Linked DNA regions of Mus musculus: all the other regions are linked to region 3. A link is a contact called in public promoter capture Hi-C data. All regions are on one chromosome and are shown on one strand. The core of a region is the stretch at or near the end of the contact, and the rest is flanking DNA. Distances in the headings are between cores, read along the strand shown.

Region 1 (3,643 bases), core at 138-2,637, 1.1 Mb after region 3:
GTCCCACTACCCTCGTTGCTTCCACCGCGCCCATCTGCACGGAATTGAGGCAAGGTCTCCAGGCAAAAGATGACGATGGAGATGAGGATGACCAATACTGAGACGATGGCGATGCCTCGGGCGGGCCCGGAACTCTCCGGGTACTCAAAGAGAAGCCAGACCTGTCGCTGGAAAGGCTGGGAGGGGAGTGGTTTCTCATCCTCGCCACCTTCGGGCAGGCAACCCTCATCCTCCCGGAAGGCCGCCAGGGCTTCCTCTCCCAACTGATAGAAGCGGATCTCTTCCATAAAAATGTCCAGGGGCACATTAACAGGCCTGCGCAGGCGACCTCCAGATTGATAGTAATAAAGGATAGCGTCGAAGCTGGGTCGGTTGCGGTCAAAGAAGTACTCGTTCCTCAAGGGGTCAAAGAAACGGACTCTGCGGCCAGGGTCTCCTAGCAGCGTGTCAGGGAACAGCGACAGGGTGCGCAGCTGCGTCTCGAAGCGCAGCCCGGAGATGTTGATCACCAACCTCTCACTACTACAGCAGCCGCCGCCGCCCTCGGCCTCCTGGAACTCACCCGCATCCTGTTGCTCCCCCTCCGGCCCACGGACCTCCCCCGGCGCCGCCAGCGTCAGGGATTTCTCCGATCTCATGTCACCTCGGCGGTGCGCTCCCCGCCACTAGGACGGCGCCCACGACACGAGCTCCAGAGAGCGGCACCCGCTTCACAGCTTCGGCTGTGCCCTCCTTTAGGGTGGGGCCCGTGCTCTGACCTGGCGGTTAGGTCGGTGAGCCCTGCAGCTGGTCCCTCTGCCAGGCTAGGTCTGGGAAGTGGCTCTGGCTCTCAATAGCCGCGCCTCCGTGCTCAGGATTTCTGAGATGCCTGGAACCCGCAAACTGTCGCGCGCGTGAAACTGGCTGCCCGAAAAGACGCGTGGCTTAGCTCTCGATGGTGCCTAAAACTGGGCTCAGGACCCACAGGTCCGCCCTCCAGACCTGCTGGCTCTCACCAGGTCCTACTGCGCTTCTCCAGCTGCACACGACTCTGGGTTGCCGCTGGTACCTAAGCGCCAGATGCGCCTCCCTCTGGCTCACCAAAGACTCCTGCCCGGGCTCGGCCTCCGCCTCCGCCCTACGTCCACCACCGAACTAGGTCTGGCCAAGGTCGCGATTGCAGCCGCCACCTTCTTCCCCAGGAGCTAGCTGTTCTAGAGGCCTCGGAATCGCCCTGGGCCTTCCCGGGCGCCGAAGCGCGGAGACCCACCTCCCCACCGCTTCAAGCCTTGCCTGCACCCGCAGCAGCCCCAGCAGCAGCAACAGCAGCAGCAGCAGCAGCAGCAGCAGCAACAGCAGCAGCAGGCTCAGCTCTCAGCTCTGCCCTTCCTCCTTAACACACTCTCCAAGTGACGTGGCAGGCCCCGCCTGCTGCCCACCCCACTCTCACATCACACCCCTTACCCAGTCAGGGGCTGCAGCAAGCCTGGATGCTGGGGAGAGATGTGTATACTTGCCTCCCCAGTAATCTTTCCCGCGCTCTCCTGGCATGCCTCTTGCTTTCTCACATTCACACGCACGCCCCCACCCCCACCCCAACCAAGCCGCAGTATCCTAATAACACACCCACTCCATCTCTCCATAGTCATCTCTTCTCGTTTCTGTTCACCGAGCTGACCTGCTCAGTGTATTTCAGCAAAAAGAAATCACATACGCTGGCCCACAACACACCCCTGCCCAATAAGCTATACACAGCACCTGACCCCTCCACAGCTATTTACTTGGGGGGGTCGGGGGGGGACAGGAGAGGGAAAAATCCATGTTTTTTATATCCATGAAGACATGTTTGCCATTTTCAACCTCTCCTGGGGGGGGGGGGAAGATGAAGTATTTTTAAATGTCTTGAGAGCTTTCCATTTAGGCTGTGTCCCAATGTTAATTCCCCATCAGACTCTCACTTTTGCAACCTGGAAAGGCAAGGCTGCAGCTCTCTTTCAAGGCGCAGTGATAGTAAGAGGGGAGGAAAAGCCTGCCCGTGCCCAGTGCTCTCATGGAGTCCTGAAGACGTCCACCATCATCTCCATGAAAAAGCACCAGAAGACTATGATATTGAAGAAACACTATATACAAGGAATAGCAGCCAAGAATCTTTGCTTCACGCCTCCTTTGGAGAAAAAAAGAAGAAAAGAAAAAAGTAAATAAAAAGATTCTGCAATTTATACTTATCTGTGTCAAGAAAAGGGAGGAAAGGAAAAACAAAAAGGAGGTAGTCAAAGTGTCAATAAACAATGTAGCTATGTGTGATGAGCATCTAATAAACACATTTTAGTTGCTTTACCAGAAAGATGGCCTCCCCTTCTAGGCCATAGAGTCTCATTTGGTAGGATTTGAATGGGACAAACTACTCTGCCTCTCTTAGAATGCCAAAAAGATTTTCCATCCATTCTCCCAAAGGCTTCCTCCCTAGATCACGTGGATGAAGTCGCTGGATGGTGCACCTGGTTTCAGACTACCAGGTAGCTTGCTCTTGACTTGCCGTGGCCACAGTTGATTGGCTGGCAACGGCCAGTGTTTCTTCATAAGAAAGAGCGTCCGTAGGATAAGGACAGTAATGGCACATAAGATTCTCTCAAGCCATGAGATGCATGTATGGGTTTTTAGCCATACGATCTAGACAGACTGTTTTTAAACCACAGCAGTTTTCACAGCAGGTGCTCCCAGAGGGATGAGGCAGGGGAGGAAACCAGAGTTCTTGGACCTGTAGGGAGGAAATCGAGTGGAGATGATGCTGACTTCATCACACATGGAAGCTTGGGCTCCCGCCTGTCCCTCCCCAGGTCTCCTAGCCTCAACCTCTGCCTCTCTTATGTTTGACTTGGTTTCCATTCCTTCCCCTCGCATGCACAGTTCAGTGAAGGGTGAGAGAGCAAGTCTGCTGCATTTACCCAGTCGATAGTTTTCCCATTTGCAGGCTATGTAATTAAGCAATTTAGACATCACACAAAAGTTACTCCACTCAAAGGAAAAAATAAAATAAAGCAACAACAAGCACAGTATAGAAGACACACTCTCACCCTGTCCTGTGCTCCACGAGGATTTCCTGGGTTGCAAATTGACTTGCTCCTGATTCTTTGAGGTTTGTTTTTTGAGGTTTATCGTGACTTATTCATTTGCATGTCTGTTGTCTTCATAGCCCCTCTTCCAGAAATGGGATGTTGATGAGGTCCGTATTGAAGCAAAATATGAGAAGAAATTGCATTCTTCTAGAAGATGGACCGGGCTTTAGCATGACTGCAGATACCCATTTGAATACTCCTGTTAAACTGGCTGTCACTCTCTGCCATTCCACAGGCAGATTTGTGGTTACCTTCAAGTCAGACGGAAGGCTGAGCCCCTAGAAAGGTTTCATTTTACGCTGGGAAGTTCCCTTGGGAGGTAGAAGCCATTAGCAAATTCATGAATCAGACTTCTGTTTTTAGTTCTTTTGTGAGACAGACTCATTCCCTGTGCCTAGATAGTTCCTCCTAAGTATATATTAAGGATGGATTTTAAAAGAATCACACCTTCAGAAGTGCCAGCTCCCTGAAGAGGAAAGGCACAAGCCCCACCTCCTTCTGCAGACACTTTGTTGCTCCTTCCAGTGACAGGTGACTGTGATTTGATT
Region 2 (3,717 bases), core at 506-3,005, 1.2 Mb after region 3:
ATGGTGGCTCACAACCATCTGATGCCCCCTTCTGGTGTATCTGGGAACAGCTACAGTGTACTCATATAAATAAATCTTAAAACAAAACAAAAAAAACCCTAAACTTACTTGCTCCATCTCCACACCACACACACACACACACACACAGTGCCAAAGTCACACACAACTGATAGCATCTCAATTCCCCCCTCCCCCCTGCTTTCGCTCTGGCCACTCCAGTCCCCCTCAGAGCCAACCAACAGCCGGTGGCCTTTATAAAAGTGAAATGAGAATATCTCAGGCCCTCCACCACTGAAACTACAGATTTCCCATTTGTCTCAAATAAAATTCAAACTCCTAAGACCTACAAGCTGCTTTAGATAGATTTAGATAGATTACAACTGCTTTGTAATCTATCTGACTCAGTCCTCAATCCATCCACATGCTTGTTCATCCCACACCTTCAATCTGCTTCTCAAACATGGTGAACCTTGGGCTTTGGCTCCTATTTCATGTGAATGCCCCTTACATTTTACCTAGGTAACGCGTTCATATGATTTAAAGTAAGGCTTTTCTCCTTCCTCCTATGTTACATTGTGGTGTTTATTTTGTTACTCCCCCTTATCTCTCCCCACCCCTCTTCCAATAGAGTGTAGCCTCCAGCTCTTAGTACAATACAGGCCTAGGAGAATTCACTAAGTTTATTGTTGTTTGGTTTTGCAGGACTGGGGTTTGAAGCTGGGGGCCTCTCATCTGCTAGGCAATCACTGGACCACTGGGCCATAGTCTCAGCTATATTCAGTCATTCTACTAAATGGATGGCCAGCCTGGCATCCCGGTTGTGATCACAGAGAGATTCCAACAGTCTAAAGGAAAGCAGATAGGAACTGGGGGTCATGTGACAGGGCACCACGGCTTGAGCTGGAAGTTAAATGGGCCTCTCTGCCTAGGGATTTGAGGGAATAGGCACACCTGCTTTTTCTGTATCGCTCAACGTATGACAGCCACTTAACGCGGTCGCTCGCTGTCGCGTTAAGCGCGACTCAAATGCTAGCCTACCAGGTCCCTCTGGAGTGGGGTGACTCAGGGGCGACAGCTGCAGAAGGAGGCCGAGGGGCGGCAAGCGAGATGCCAGGCGGGCTCCTCTGAGCAGCGGGTGGCTCTCACCGGAGACTGGCGACGAGCACCCACCCAATCGCGCTGCCCTCTGTCGGATCTCGTCCTCTCCCGCAACCATGCATGACAGTGGCCCCCATCGTCCCCGTCCTTCCTCTCTGCCCCGCGGGACGTCACCAACCACTCACCTGATAGGACGCACCATGGTGCCCTGCCTAGAGCAGCAGTGCTCTGGAGCTGGGGAGCAGCTGTGGCGGTTTCAATTCCCGCCGAAAACCAGACGTCGCGCTCCACGCCCCGCTGCGCCAGCCCGCCAATCACCGCTCGCCTGCCTGAGGCGGCGCCTGCGTGCTGAAGAGAGGGCGCCTGCGCACACACACCGTGGCCCGGGCACGCCATCCTGGATCCTGTCTGCTCAGACTTAGCTTTTGTTTTGATACTGCACTTTCGTCACAATTGCGATTTGGTACCGAGTCTAAAATACAATATAAAAATAGCGACACGCCTCCAATATTTAGAATGACTAACTTAAAAATAACTGGAACAAAGGGGGTCTTGGATAGGCGTTTTCCTTGGCGCTTGAGGAAAGAGAAACATGAGTTCCGAATCTGCCAAAGTGGATCTATTGGAGGTTAAAAAAAAAAAAGCAAGAAGTCAGCTGACTTATTTGGGCAGTTCTGCGTTGACAGCTCCAAGTGTGCTTTGGTGTCTGATGAGAGAGGTGAGTTCGAGCCCACAGCGAAGAAGCCCCTTCAGTGTGGAGGACCCAATGACGGTATCTGGTACAGACTTAAAGAACAGAAGGAGTCTTCTAAGGGCCATCTAAAGTGCTGGAGTGCAGCTTGCCATTGCCAGTTCAGTGTTTGTGGTCAACTAGGCTTGTCGTTTTGCATGTTGCTCTGACAGGGTGTAGGCACACCCAGAGAATTCGGAGACGTAAACTGGATTACGATGAATTGTATCCTGAGAGCAACAGACCACAGGAACAAAGAGTAACATGAAAACGTGTGTTTTTATTGGTTTTGTTCTGTTTCATGTTACAATGTATTCTAATTACTGTCTCACCTTATGTCGCACCTGTCCCTACTAACTTGCCCATCCCTCTAATCTCTGCATTTCCACCAGTCCCCTTTCTAGATTCATGTCGTTGGGTTTTTTTTGTTTTGGTTTGGTTTTGTTTGTTTTTGTGACCCTATATCTTAATTAGACCAGACTATTGAATTGCGACTACTCATTGGAGCCTGGTGGGGGCACCCGTGGGCACACAACTGAAAAATAACTTCCCTTTTCCTGAATCTGCCCATAGAAAACAGTTCCTTAATGACACATGGGTCATTCTGAGTCGTCTTCTCTCTTCCCTCTGCTGCTGCTGAGGCTAATCTTATGCAGACCTCTGACACTGCAGTGAGTTTACTGCTGTAATGGCAGCGTCTTGTCAGAAGGTGGCATTTTGTCTTCCTCTCTATGATCTGGTTCCTCTATTTTTCCACTTCCTATTCTGCAGTGTTCCTTGAACCTTCACAGAGGTGGTATAAATGCCTTGTTTAGGGCCGAGTCCCCATCCATCACATGTTCTCACCTTGTGGCACCTGGAGTCTGTACATTCATTATAGTTCACTGGAAAGAGACAATTCTCTGATTAAGTCTGGGAGTAGCACTTGTCGTGGGTATAGACATGGTGGTTTGACAGTGTCCATTTAACTGAACAACAGTATTTATGTTCCCCCCCAGGGCCCATCATCTTCCCTGCTATGGGTTTCCAACAGGAATCATAGTGCCAGGCAGGGGTATGCTCCTATAGAGCTGACCTCAAATCCAGTCAGAGCAAATTGGATACCCTCATAATGGTACCCTAGTGCCCAGATGAGCATGTCTTGCCTGGCAGGTTAGTAGAGTTCATAGAGTCCACAGCTGGGTTGGACCAGTAATGAAATTTCTCTTATAGCAGCCTCCTTAGTATCTTCAAGGACCATAAAAGATAGCCAGCAAAGAGGAAGCTTCCAGCAGAGTTCCAGCTTGGCTTTTTTATATCATCAATTGAGCTGTGCAGTGTCTTTAACAACAGAGTTTATCATCTAGTTTTTATGGACGACCAAGAACAATGACAACAATCTCTACTGTCCTGGGAGTTCATATATATATATATATATATATATATATATATATATATATATATAAATGCATACATATATATGTACATATATGTGTGTATACATAGACTGATGGCTAGCTCTTTAAGGGACCTCGACTCCTACTGTCTTTACTGCATTTTCTTTTCTCTGAGTAGTGTTCAGTGTGCCTTGGGCAGCATCCTGTGTGGTCTGTTCTGTGCCCGTGCTTCCTACTTGGAGATCTTTCTTGTGTTCCCATATCCTTTTTCTGATACATCTCCTGACCTTCAACATCAAACATCTTCAAGCTACCACTGGGTCTCCGTTGTGTTTGGCCACTTGTATGAGTTCCGTAAGCTAGCTGTACACTTACAGACCCCCAACCCGTCCCTCCTCCAGCATTTCCTCTTGCCCCCCCCCCACTCTGTACCTTCCCTTGTATTAACTACTTGTTATTCTTCCCTAGGAGTAAAAGTACTTCTTGAGCATATTGTTTGCTCTGAAATTAACT
Region 3 (3,952 bases), core at 622-3,121:
AGGCAATCTTCTGGAGGCAATCCTTCAATTAAGGTTCTCTCTTCCCAGATGACTCTAGCTTGTGTCAGGTTGACAAAAACTAGTGCACATGTATGTCTCTGTGCATGTCTGTGTTCCTTTACCTAAAGGTTTCCTAAGGGCAGAGTCTGCCCTTGATACTAAGGACCCTATTTTTATGGTCACCTTTAGACCAAATGAGACAGAGTCTTAGCTTCACCTGACAACTTATCATAGCCTAGAGTCATCTGAGGCACTCTTAATTGAGGGATGGCCCAAGTAAGATTGGCTTGTGGTTCTGTCTGCTGGGGACTGTCTGGATTGATGCCTGATGTCAGAAGGCCCAGCCCACTGTGGGTAACACTATCCCCAGCAGCTGGGTCTTCACAGAGCTGAATTGAACTAGAGAGAGCCTGGAACAGTGTTCCTCCATGGTTCTTGTGTCTGGGGTTTTTGCCTTCAGTGTCTGCCCTGACTTCCCTCAATGATGGACTGTGACCTGGAAGTTTATGTATGTTCAATAAACTTTTTCTTCCCCAGCTGCTTTAAAATAGCAGCAGCAGCAGCAGCAGCAGCAGCAGCAGCAGCAGCAGCAGCAGCAACAACAACAACAACCACCACAACAAAACAAACAACAGAAAAGTAACTAGGGTAGCCCTTAAACATGTTTTAGGGGGTGTCATGGAAAAACTCCTTGTGGGAGGATGGAAGAGGGATGGATAGCAGGCGAGTGCCTTTTTAGTAATTTAGGAGTGGAGATGACATGGAGAAGGGTCCCTGGAAGCAGGAAGCAGGTGAAGGAAGGAGAACGAAGGGAAAAAGAGGGAGATGCGAAACTGCAAGGTGTTCTGAGCTGGGACACCAGAGCAGGCAGCCCGCTTTGGAACCTGGGGCACACAGACTGTGGACGCTTCATGTGTGAAATGGATAAATGGAAGTCACTGCCTCATAGACTGGAGGCTGAGACTGAAGTATGAATGCTGGGCAAAGCAAAGCACTTGAGAGACTCCCGAAGTCAAGAGGTTTAGATAGACACCAGCCATTAATCCTCGAGGCTGGACCACGATGCTTTCTGTTTTCTTTCCATTTGGTTGGGTTTCTGCCACTGTCTTCTGTAAAACAGGGGACAGACATCTCTCAGATTCAGCGATCACAAACAGCGTACTTGATGCTGATGTAATGCTTTCCCACCGAGGAGGAGGCATAACATCAAGGAGCGTCATTTGCTTCTGGCATCTTGGAATGTAGCTCACATCCTGGAAATGGCCCTTTGGAGGCTTTCTCTTCACCCCTCCTCTGTCCATGGTCAGGTCCCTAAGCCACTCTAGGAAAGCACACACCACTCTTGTCTCACAGCTTTTAAATTCTAGGCACACTCCTCACTGCCCTAGAGTCTCCTGGGGAAGCTCAAATTAACACATGCCCTCTCCCCTCTGCCCCTTGTCCTTGTGTACACTCGGGGCTGCATGTTTCCCCCCACCCCCTCCAGACCGGAGTAGCCTCATCTTGCTGTTTAAGTCCCTACTACTACTCAGGGCTATAGCCGGCAGACTGGTGCCACAGGAAGGAGGCTTCGCTGGGGACTGGAAACTAATCAGCCAGGCAGTTCATGAGATAATCCGGCTGAATTATCACAGGCGAGCCCGGCTGTGTGGCGCTCACTCAGGCTCCTGAGTGGAGTGGAGGAGCGCCAGCAGCATTTACTCCCTGGCCCGCAGCCCATGCATGACCCCAGCGTGTCTCTGGCTGCACCTGAGAAAGGGATCCTTTCTGGAAGTTGGGCTAGTCTCTGCGAAGGAGGAGCGCAGGGAACTGCCCAGGGAGAGGGATGGATTGGAGGAGGTGGCAGCCGCTGGCGAGGGGCGGGCACGTCCAGACAGAGCTGAGCCGCGATGGAATTAACTCCCTGGCAGCCACATAAGCCTATCCAGAGTGGAGCGAGGGCAGCCAAGGGGCTTGGCATCTGGGGACCAGCACCATGGCGGCCCCTGGGCTGCGAGGTAAGTTTCCCCTCCCCAGGACCCTGGCTCTCAGCATCCCACTAATTGAAGGAAGATGTGGAAGAGAAGGGATTCTAACACCTGTTCTTTGGGATGAGTGACGTCAAGTGGACTTCCCTGAGGTAGGGAAGGTGAGGGTGCCTGAGTAATTCTCTAAAGTCTTATTTTTATTTACATATTTTATCAAGGAGGGGACAAGTGGCAGAGGGCTGGTGTCCCCTCTCAGTGGCTGGTCACCAGTTCTACTTTGCTTCTCCTTGCTACATATAATCTGAGGGTAAGTAAGACCGTAGCCAGGTTGATCTGACAGTGCACTGAGGACACAGCATCCCTGTGGCCTCTGACACGAGCCACTTTCCTTGGGTGCAGGCAAGTACAGGTATGACATTTTCACAAGTGTTTTTTTTAGAAGAAAGGCAGACTGAGGTAAGGTTTGGGGGCACCAAGGATGTTATTTTACTGTGCCTTGAAAATCAGATCTATTGGGAGCTTGTCTTTGCTTGGGGTGGGAGTTGCTGGCTATTTTGTTGTTGGAGTTGGAATGAGAGGTGCCTGTGGCTTGGGAGTGAACAAGGTGAAGGGATTTGCAGGCAAGTGTTAGTCATAGTCCTACAAACAGATATTTCCAGGGATTATGTGGGCCCTGGCCAGGGAGGGAGGTCCTACTGAGGATGGTCAGACGTTAGCCCACAGGCAAGTGGCAGGTGGTAGGAGAATCTTAGACAAGATGTGTGTATGAGTATGTACATATGTGTATATGTGTACACATGTGAGTATATGTGTTTATGTTCTTGTGTATGAGTATGTATGTATATGTGTGTATGAGTATGTGTGTATATGACTGTGTGTATAAGTATGTATATGTGTGTGTATGAGTGTGTATATGTATGTGTGTATATGTATGTGTGTATATATAAGTGTGTGTATGTATATGTGTGAATGAGTGTGTGTGTGAGTGAATGAGTGTGTATGTATTAGAGTTGTAGAAACTGTTTCTTAAGATGACAGTGACACTCTTTGATCCCTTCACCTGTCTGAATTTTGAGACCTGACACCAGTCCCCTCAAGGAACCTCAGGGTCACTCTGCACCAGCTGCTAGACATCAAGGGCCCATGTGGTTCTGTTACTGTTCTGCCAGGCACTGCCATGCTGGTCTCTGAAGCCCCAGGAAGGCCCTGTTCAGCAGCCTCTTCTGTCCCCTGGTTGCCTCTATGTGTCTTAGCACCACAGTGGTAGCTGATTGAAGAGGTTGAACGGGGGTTGGGGGTGGGTTCCAGACACCAACCCAGGTCCAGCTCTTCTCTTATTTTCTGAGGATCTGATTTTTTTTTTAATCCCATCTATTCAGTGGCTCATTTCTGCCGGATGAGAGAAGCCTTCTATCCCATCCTGCACATGAGATGTCTAGAGCACAGGGAAACCATGAATTTGACAGCTCGAGATTGGGGGGAGGGGCTGGTACAAAAGAGCTTCCATCTCTGCTGGTCTTTACTTGTGGCCAGGTGGTTAAGGAGGACCTCTCTAAATAGGTAACATGGAGATACCTAGAGAATGGTTAGCAAAGAGATCATAGGACTCATGGCATGAAAGTGATGGGGTTGTCCAAGGACCAAGGGGCAGCCAGTGGCTGGAGCAGTGTGATCAGGAGGTCAGGGTCAGGGTCAGGGTCAGGGATAGGGTTGGGGTAAGTGGTAAGGATGAGTCTGACATTGTGTCTTACATCTGAGGCCAAATGTTCTTGTATCCAAAGGAAAATGAAGGCTATTCTTTATCAAGCACTCCAACGTACCCCAAACTAGCAGATGACTGACATAATAGCTCTGGGGGTGTGTGTGGGTCAGTACTCAGCTCACTTCACAGAAGGCAAACCTGATGTTCAGAGTAGCTAAGGACCATGCCTGTGATCACTCGCTCACCAGACTCTGTCATTGAAGGATGAAGCTGCTCTTGGACC

The links. Promoter capture Hi-C pulls out the DNA fragments that hold promoters and counts their contacts.
Region 1: a promoter capture Hi-C map of stem cell-derived epiblast-like cells shows a contact between it and region 3, with 3 times the contacts expected there. The contact joins the promoter of Kcna6 here to the promoter of Ano2 in region 3. A contact is called at or near these places in 2 of 39 promoter capture datasets (hippocampal neurons and stem cell-derived epiblast-like cells).
Region 2: a promoter capture Hi-C map of hippocampal neurons shows a contact between it and region 3, with 2.2 times the contacts expected there. The contact joins the promoter of D6Wsu163e here to the promoter of Ano2 in region 3. A contact is called at or near these places in 2 of 39 promoter capture datasets (hippocampal neurons and stem cell-derived epiblast-like cells).

Annotation. Positions count from the first base shown.
Region 1 is chr6:126,739,287-126,742,929 of GRCm38.p6, forward strand. Kcna6 (potassium voltage-gated channel, shaker-related, subfamily, member 6) reads right to left here and starts at 1,388. Exons shown (of 2, transcript NM_013568.6): 1 at 1-1,388. The coding sequence starts at 638. All of the region lies in intron 2 of Gm33581 (a long non-coding RNA gene), which reads left to right.
Region 2 is chr6:126,938,211-126,941,927 of GRCm38.p6, forward strand. D6Wsu163e (DNA segment, Chr 6, Wayne State University 163, expressed) reads left to right here and starts at 1,756. Exons shown (of 14, transcript NM_138594.3): 1 at 1,756-1,816. It overlaps Rad51ap1 (RAD51 associated protein 1), which reads right to left and starts at 1,377. Exons shown (of 9, transcript NM_009013.4): 1 at 1,284-1,377. The coding sequence starts at 1,300.
Region 3 is chr6:125,688,748-125,692,699 of GRCm38.p6, forward strand. It overlaps Ano2 (anoctamin 2), which reads left to right and starts at 1,872. Exons shown (of 25, transcript NM_001364562.1): 1 at 1,872-1,997. The coding sequence starts at 1,976.